Linked DNA regions of Gossypium hirsutum: all the other regions are linked to region 1. A link is a contact called in public Hi-C data. All regions are on one chromosome and are shown on one strand. The core of a region is the stretch at or near the end of the contact, and the rest is flanking DNA. Distances in the headings are between cores, read along the strand shown. Region 1 holds the start of LOC107938342 (nuclear transcription factor Y subunit A-4). Region 2 holds the start of LOC107930114 (ATP-dependent Clp protease proteolytic subunit 4, chloroplastic). Region 3 holds the start of LOC107930111 (putative tRNA (cytidine(34)-2'-O)-methyltransferase).

Region 1 (2,902 bases), core at 197-2,696:
AACTTATGTGCAAATCTGATGTTGACTTCCATCAAAATTCATAAATAAAAAAAAAGATTAATTGATTAAACATGAATCATATGCATAACACAAAAACATCAGAAAATTCTCACAGGAAAATTTTAAAATTTATGTTAAAATGAAGGCGGGTGGATCATTCCATTAATTCAAAGTTCAACTGATATAAAAATTTAGAACTTCGACAATCAAAACTAGCACCTAAAAAAGAAACTGATCCTCGAAATCTTATTCAAAATCAAGCCGAACTTAATACAACAGGGTAATTCAATTTCTAATTTTGCATCTGGTTATCTCTAATTCCACCCCCCACAATTCATGCTAATCTTCTTATCTCCTCCAAATTTCTCATCAAAAGAGCAAATTCCCATAACATCAAACCAAAAAGGGAAGTTTTTTACAAGATGCTAAATTAAAACCCTAAGATGACTCGAAAATTTTGAATCAAAAACAGGAAAAAGAAAGATCTTTTAAGAGAATAAATTTAAAAAAGGATAAAAACAGAGAACTTACAGTAAAAGAAGAAAAAGAAAAAGAAGATTGGAATTGGAGAAGCAAATGCCTAGAGATTGATTCAGTTTGGCTCTCTCTCTGCAACCATAACAGAGACATAGAGAAAGACAAATCTATCAAGCTTAATAAATTATCTTTATTTATATGTTTAAAATTTTAATAAGAGGTTTTTATTTGTTTCATTGACACAAATGTCGAACTTTTTGTCTTTTATAAGGTAGAAACTGAAGCTGTAACTACGAACCTTTCCAAATTTCTCCAAATAGATTAATTTATCACACAAATTACTTTATTTTATACTTTTTCGAATATTTATATTTATAATATAATTATGAATTGCAACGTTTTTTTACATATATTTTATGAAAATTAAAAATTTAATCCAATTAATTAGCATTGTTAAACCTGATTTAAAAATTAATTTATAAGGAATTAACAAAAATCAATAATTTAGAATTTTAGATGTAACAAATTAATAAAAACTAATAATTGAAATTCATGTTTTTATCAACAATTAAACTAACTTTTAAATTTCTATAAAATATAAAAATAAAATCCTAAAAATTAATTATTAGTATATAAATGTAAAAAAGACCTCGTTGTAATTAAATATTCCTAAAAAAGAAAAAATGGTTAAATAGTGGGAAATACTTAAATCAAACAATGTTATCGGGTACATATAAGATAAAATAATAAAAATAAAGTAGTGGGTGGAGATGATTTTATGGTAGTGGGTCAAGCAAATAAGTAGGCAGTGGGAATTTCAACTTGTCATCATCTCTTTTTTCCAACGGCTGTGGAGTGGACTCCTTTCTTTTGCTTCTTTTTAAGATCATACTATTTTCAGCAAAGCTTCAGCTACAATTCCTTCTTTTTCTAATCATACAACTCTGGTTGAGGAGCTTTTGTCAAGTGTTATTCAATTCTTTTTCTTCCCTTTTTTCATAATTAATACTCATTACCCGATTATACAGATCCAAGGAACTGTTGAAAATGGCAAAATTAGAACTAGGGTTGGGTTTGGATCCGAGACAGATTCCAAGAGGCGCTCTTTCTTCTTCTTCTTTTATTATTATTATTATTAAATTCCAGTTTTATTACATGACAAAAAAGAGTGGCGTGGACACCGGACAGAGAGACATGGTTGACAGCGGTGACACATGTTATGCACACACCACGTGTCGTGTGATCAGGATGACATCGTTGAGGTCCATGTTATTTAGATCTTGCCACGTTCTTACTATTTTTTATCATTCTGTCTTTTTCACTTGCCAACCATCGTCGCTTGCTTAACGGCGTTTTATGTCCCCCTTTAACCACGCCATTATTGTTTTCATCCTAGGTAACAAGACACCCCCCAAAACAATTAACTGTAGGTGGAATAATTTTCTTGATCCAAATCTGTACATTATCAACTAAACCAAAGAACTTATTCCCTTTCAAAAATAGTAGAAAATAATAAGAGAGTGTAAACGTCGAGGCAGTCGCAGACGAAAGCGTAGGTATGTCTTATACAGTTGAGACAGGGTAAGAGGCTACGCAGTAGCAACTACCAAACTAAGTACACTACTAGCATCAGTTATGGATGGAGGAATTGATATTGTATTAAAAAGATTGCTGCGCTTTAGTCAACATCACCAGACTAGAGGCCCTCTCATCATCATCGACACATATGTAATGTAGATGTAGATTTTACTTTTTCTCACTTCTTACGCTATGCAAATGAAAAGAAAGCCTTGCTTTTCCCTTTTTGTTTTACTAATAAAGGAAACAAAATTAAACCACCCACCTCATTTGTATTAATAAATAAAACTCCATTCTCCATAAGAAAACATCGCACACCACCTAAAAAACTTTCACATTCTTTTAGCAGCCTTTGTAAGATAACCACTCTTCCTCTATTTGGTGAGTTGATAGGCAAAGCTTTTACTACGATTTACAGGCTGAGCAGCAGAATGAACAAAAACAAATTTACAAGTTTCAACTGAAATTGGTATCTCAGCATGTCGCTACCAACTCTCCCAAGGCCACTACGGTGTCAGCACAGAAAAGGGTTACTCTACAAGACTTTTACTTAATTCACCTGAGTCTCACCTACAATCATGGAAACATGCCCTCGAGGTACTTATCAAAGTCTTCGTCACCATCGTCACTTTCATGATTGATAGCTGAAGATGATGCCCTTTTACCTGGAAAAAAAGAATGGAGAAAATAACAATGACAATGAACACATCTGAATTCAGGTGTACCTAAACATGTGAAAACTAATGGTCTAATATAAGGCCTAAGGGTGCCCTCTACTCCCCCAGCTAGGCCGGATTGACAAAGCCAAGTTATCAGTCATTACAACACTCGGTAACCTTGATAGGGG
Region 2 (2,902 bases), core at 234-2,733, 750 kb after region 1:
ACTAAGAAACTTGACCTTGGTCATTAGAAGAAAAAAAGAATAGATAATCACACACAATTGAACAATAAGATTGTGAACTACCACACATGCTAATTTAATGATGAAGCAAGACTCTTCATGCTTGGACGAAGCAATAAAGTTTCCATCCTCGAGCTGATGCTACAAACCAAGAGTTGTAGCTTGCTGGAAATTTATACCATAGGCTCAGCCATGACCCGATGTCCATTTTAGGCTACTTGAGTTATTTTTAGTGGTTAGACTTGCTAGCTTATCAAGCACTAAGGTTCGGAAGTATTCTATAAGTGCTTTAGAGATGCTACTCTATTAAATGGGGTTTACAAACAAGATAGATCATTAAATCATTGCTATCAGGCTTCTTCAACAAGAAATATCAGGAAACAATGATAATCCATATCCAAGGAGAATCCCACTCCCATCAAATAAAAATTGCCATTTCATTTCCAAGAACCTAAACAATGATGTGTCCTAGTTGAAGAACAAACAGAGAATTCATTATTCAGTTTGTTAGGGGAATATTAAAGCGATCAAGATTTGAGAAATGGTACCTTCAGCCAGAGTTTTTCCAATAAAGTAACTCACCCAAGTCATGACTTGTCAGTTCAAGATTCATAGAAAAATAAGTTCTATTAGTGAATTCTCCTCTCTCTTTTTTTCTTAATTATGAAAATGCCCATTGATAAAATCATCGGATATGTATTTCCAAGATTCACACGCAGACTAAAATGTTCTTTCTTTCCCAGAGAGAAAACAATTTCACGGAACAGAGCAGAAGTTGTAGCAACAATGTGTTCTCTGCATTATTATCTTTGCCTAGGGTTACAGAGCAGCAGAACAAATATAAAATCCTGGAAAAAAAAAGGGGATACCTCAAAGAACCACCAGGGGAATTAATGAAGAGTCTGATATCTTTAGTAGGGTCCTGAGCGTCCAAAAGCAGCAACTGACTTATAATGGCATCGGCCGCAAAGTCATCAATGTTGTTACCTAGAAAAACGATTCGCTCCCTGAGCAACAACCCCATAGCGTCGGCCTCGGCCCCTCGCATGGCGGTGGCGGGGCTCTGAGGGGATGAAAATTTGAGGGAATTCGCAGTAGGTTTCAGTTTGAGAGATGAGGAGAGGGGTTTGGATGTGGGTGCGGAGCACGCAAAGGAAGGGTTTGGGAAAGTAAGAGAGAGTTTATGTTTAGGTTTGAGATGAAGAGAGGGGAAGGAAGGGGTTAGAGAAGATGAGAGGGATAGTAAACCCATGGCGCTTTGTGATGTTGGTGGTGCGTCGAGAAAACTCAGTCACAGATAAGCAACTACTCCGACCGAAGCCGCCGCCCCCTTTGCCCTTCGTTCTTGATATGATATCAGGCAAATACCGTTCCAATATTGTTATCCTCTTTTTTTCACTGAAGGTTTAAATATGTGAGAGGTCTTTATACTTTTGAAAAATGTGGACATTAGTCCGTATAGTATTGAGTCTCAAATGATTTAATATTTTTTAATATTATCTGAATTTACCTAGTTACTTTAGCTGGCCTAACTAGTATAAAATAAAGTATAAATATTAAAATTGATATATAATTTTGGTTTAATTTATAATTTTATACATGAATTTTTTATTTGATTCAATTCTCATAAATTATTAACACAATTACTGATATAGCTTTATTTTATGTTTATATATATATTTCATACACAAATACTTATATTTATCCAATATAAAAATATATTGATGTATTTATTTAAATATGTATGATTGAATCAAAATCAAAGTTTCATATATACATTTGAACCACAATTAAAGTTCCACGTATATAATTGTATCAAATCAAAGTTCATATATCAAATTGCACATTAGATCAAAATTCATGTGTAACACCCCTAACTAGTTCTGATATTTGGGACCTGATATAGGACTATTACATTTGGTGCTAAAGAGATCTTGACTAAACAGTAAGTAATTTCAAACATTAACTATAGCATTTAAACTTATTTAAGTCATTAATTATTATCTTAAATGTTTGAGGTCATCATCGGTCAATCGTTGACGTTTAAAAGTGATTTAAAAATGATTTTTTTAAGAAAAATAGAGGGCAAGTATCAGTACCAAAACATAGGGTATCGATACCTTAACAAGGTATCTGTACCCTTGACCAGTGTTGATACCAAAACGGCATTTTGGAACTCAAAATTTCAAAAATTTCATGTGGGTATCGATACCTATGTCCGAGGTATCGATACCAAATTGACATTCTATTTTTGAAAAACTCAATTCCAAACACTAGGTACCGATTCCTGACCCTTGGTATCGATACTTTAAGTCAAATTTGCTCAAAAATATTTGGAAAATTTGCTAAAAAACCCTTTGCAAAGAGTTTGAACCAATCCAACACTTAAAAACCAATTCAAAGCAATTCTAAATCAACCATTCTTAACCAATAATCATACCACATATGCATACACACATTTAAACTCTTATTAATTCATTTCCAATAATGCTAAAGTACTTAATTAATTTACCCACAATAAGTAAAACTTTTAAAGTTTACAAAATAACCTCTTTTTACCAAGTTAAATACCACACCACCTAATTCAAAGCAATTCTAAATCAACCATTCTTAACCAATAATCATACCACATATGCATACACACATTTAAACTCTTATTAATTCATTTCCAATAATGCTAAAGTACTTAATTAATTTACCCACAATAAGTAAAACTTTTAAAGTTTACAAAATAACCTCTTTTTACCAAGTTAAATACCACACCACCTATGTACATGTCATTCTAAATAAAAAAATCTATACATACACTTTTCGAGCTTGGCAATGTGATGAGATGAGCAGCTGACAACCTTGACTCTAGCTCGTTAAATTTAACTATACCTAT
Region 3 (2,902 bases), core at 231-2,730, 600 kb after region 1:
ATTGGTCAAAACAGGAGAGTAGGAGATATTTCAGAGTTGTAAGGAAAATGAAGTGGATCAAATGCGATTTGGGTCAATCTTTGTAAACTATGCTAAATGGGAAGCCTTTGAGGCTATAATTTATATATGAAAACTTGTTTGCGAGGATAGAAAAATATATGCCAAACTGTACTATGAACTGATGAACAATTAGGAAGTGCCCAATTTGAATAGAATCTTAAATTGAAAATAGAGAGAAAGGGTGTCCATGCATTTCATTCAGCAGGAAAAAAGGTATCTAAAGAACACAAATATGGGAGGATACGGCCAGTAATCCAGTCCAGCACGTTTTAATTTAGTATCATCCACTTTAAATCCTAATGGCTGAAAAAATACAACAGCAGAAGCATCTTAAATAAAAGGTCAAGGTTGGCAAAAATAAGTAAAGTAAAACAAAAAAGAGAGAAGAGAAGAGAAGAGAAAAAGATACCCCAACAAGGTGAAGGGCAACAGCTGAGGCAGCGCATGTTCTTGCAATGCAACCTGCATTTCCAGGAATCTGAAGGGATGGGCAAGGGCAGAAAAGGGAAAACAATTAAGTAGAGGTGCTTGTATATGAGCTAAAACACGTTAAAGATGAAAAATACAGTAGATACCTGAGGAGAAACTAAGACGACTTGAAGCAATTTTTGTTGGGGGTCAGGGGCAGGCAGAGAGTTGTTCCCATTTCCTGTTTCAACTTCAGCAACAACCCAGCCCACAAAGAAAGAAGATTAAGAAAGGCAGTGAACTTAATTAATTAAGAAACTTAATTAATTAAGACCAAAAAACAAGCATATATACATATATCAGTGGAGAGAGAAAAGGGTCTTACTCTTAGTCTTAGTGTGAGTGTCAGCCCTGGTATTAGAGAAAGAAGAGAGGCGTGGTATGCGTAGGGAAGAAGGGCGAAAGTTTGGGAACAAAGAAAGAGAAGAAGTATTGTTAATATGTCTTAGGCTTTGAAGAAGATGGGATTGGGAATAATATGGGACTGCTCTCATTCTTGCTCTTACGCTCAAAAGAGAGACAGATACCAATGCAGATAAAATGCTACACCTATTGGGTTTGACCTTTCTTTCTCTCTGGGTGGGATCACTGGATAACTTCACTAATACATATTACTTACTAATTACTATCACTAAGTAAATAACCCAGTTTTTCTTCTTCTTTTTCTCTTTAACCCTCTTGGCCTTGGCCTGCTACCTTTCCTAATGTCCTCCTTCCTTTATAAAACTAAAAAATAAAATAAAATAAAGGGTTTTTCCCTGGTTGGAAAGGAAGGCTGGGTGGCTCAGATCAAAACGACGATTCCCTCTGCCTCTTCCACTCAATCTTAACAAGATACAGGTCTCCTTTCTTTTCTTTTTTCTTTGCTCAATCGAGAGATCGACTTGAACTTGGGCCGCCTCATCCGCCAGAAGAGTTTAAGCAAAATACGAGAGATTCGAAAAATAGATTTAAATGAAATTTAAGATCATTTTTTTATATGGGTTAGATTTTGAGTAAATATTTTTCTCCAGACCCAACCCAATGTTATAAAATAATATTATATTAATTATATATATTAAATAATAATTATATATATTTATATTTATATTAAATTATTAATTCAATAATTATTGTACAAAATCTAAGAAAAATAATAATTTATATTTAGCTCAATAAAATATTTATTATATTTATTTTAATTTTTTAATATAATAAAACATTTAATATAATTATTTTTTAATGTGTTAAAAAATTATTTTAATCTTTAATTAGATAATGAATTAATATTTTTTTTCATCTAAATTCTATTTATTTTGAGTCAGATAGTGTTGGTTGAGTCTATTTTACCATTGCTCTAGTACTAATTTATGTTATCTATTTTAAAATAAATTGTATTGATATAACTCCTTCATTAATTTTTTTATTCATTCATTTTAGAATACCAAATGATTTTCTATCTTTTAACTAGTGTATTATATTTTTAGAAAAATTAAATATGAATAAATCAAGTCGGACTGAATTTATTTTTTCTTAAATCAGAATAAATTTAAACAAAAAAAATAAATCTATTTTTTAAGCTAGACCTAGACTTAAAAAAAATAATCTAAATACTTTATATAAACCCCACCCCACCCCAACCCAACCCATCAGCGGCTAGATCGACTGCGTCCCTTTTATCCTGGTCCGATTGGTAACCTGTAAAAGCTTTTCCGTAAAAGATTTTCAGGCTTTTCTGATGTTTGGTTGCTTGAAAATGATTTTCCAGGGTAAAATGTTTTACAAAACACAGGAAAAGGAGGGCTTTTTTTTAAGGAAAATGTCTTACTCTTTTGAAATTGGTAAGACATTTTCCGGAAATTGACACTTCTTCTCCCCTTTCCCCTTCCCCTTCCCCTTCCCCTTTTGAAATCGGTAAGCCATTTTCAATGTTGAAGAAGCCATTTTCAATGTTGGCTTATCTTAGGCCATGACTGAGACGATGGCTTGAAACCCGGGTAGAAATAAGACCAATCGAAAACCTTGGAAGCAACAAATCACAAGGGCATAAGCTGTTGAATAAGCTGTGGGTCTTGAGGCAGATGTGGCATCTTTTGAACCACCGGGGAATCAGATGTGGGTCTTGAGGCAGATGGGGCATATTTTAATACTTCCCACCATGGTGGGCGTTGCAGAAATAGTGGACTTTTGTGATTTTCTATCCCCTACTCCCGAAGAGCAAGCAGCACGTGATGCAGCTGTGCATTCTGTTTTTGATGTTATCAAGTACATATGGCCTGCCTGCAAGGTATGATTGGCGGCCTCTCTTTCTCTCATGCACAAAAGCACACACATATAAAGATGCATACATAGTGTACAATGCCAAATGGTAATGAGTTGTTGCTTTGCAGCCAGA

What was found. Hi-C and Micro-C count contacts between places; a contact is called where the count stands out from the background.
Region 2: a Hi-C map of leaf shows a contact between it and region 1, with 2.0 times the contacts expected there. The contact joins the promoter of LOC107930114 here to the promoter of LOC107938342 in region 1. A contact is called at or near these places in 2 of 34 Hi-C or Micro-C datasets (both in leaf).
Region 3: a Hi-C map of leaf shows a contact between it and region 1, with 3 times the contacts expected there. The contact joins the promoter of LOC107930111 here to the promoter of LOC107938342 in region 1. A contact is called at or near these places in 2 of 34 Hi-C or Micro-C datasets (both in leaf).

Annotation. Positions count from the first base shown.
Region 1 is chrA08:108,019,749-108,022,650 of Gossypium_hirsutum_v2.1, forward strand. It overlaps LOC107938342 (nuclear transcription factor Y subunit A-4), which reads right to left and starts at 1,447. Exons shown (of 7, transcript XM_016871460.2): 1 at 532-1,447. It overlaps LOC107938335 (protein FRA10AC1), which reads right to left. Exons shown (of 11, transcript XM_016871448.2): 11 at 2,308-2,720. The coding sequence ends at 2,632.
Region 2 is chrA08:108,765,057-108,767,958 of Gossypium_hirsutum_v2.1, forward strand. It overlaps LOC107930114 (ATP-dependent Clp protease proteolytic subunit 4, chloroplastic), which reads right to left and starts at 1,484. Exons shown (of 2, transcript XM_016861685.2): 1 at 888-1,484. The coding sequence starts at 1,270.
Region 3 is chrA08:108,619,725-108,622,626 of Gossypium_hirsutum_v2.1, forward strand. It overlaps LOC107930111 (putative tRNA (cytidine(34)-2'-O)-methyltransferase), which reads right to left and starts at 1,481. Exons shown (of 9, transcript XM_041074372.1): 1 at 854-1,481; 2 at 636-709; 3 at 470-538; 4 at 305-363. The coding sequence starts at 1,022. LOC107930081 (terminal nucleotidyltransferase 4B) reads left to right here and starts at 2,090. Exons shown (of 7, transcript XM_016861645.2): 1 at 2,090-2,794. The coding sequence starts at 2,621.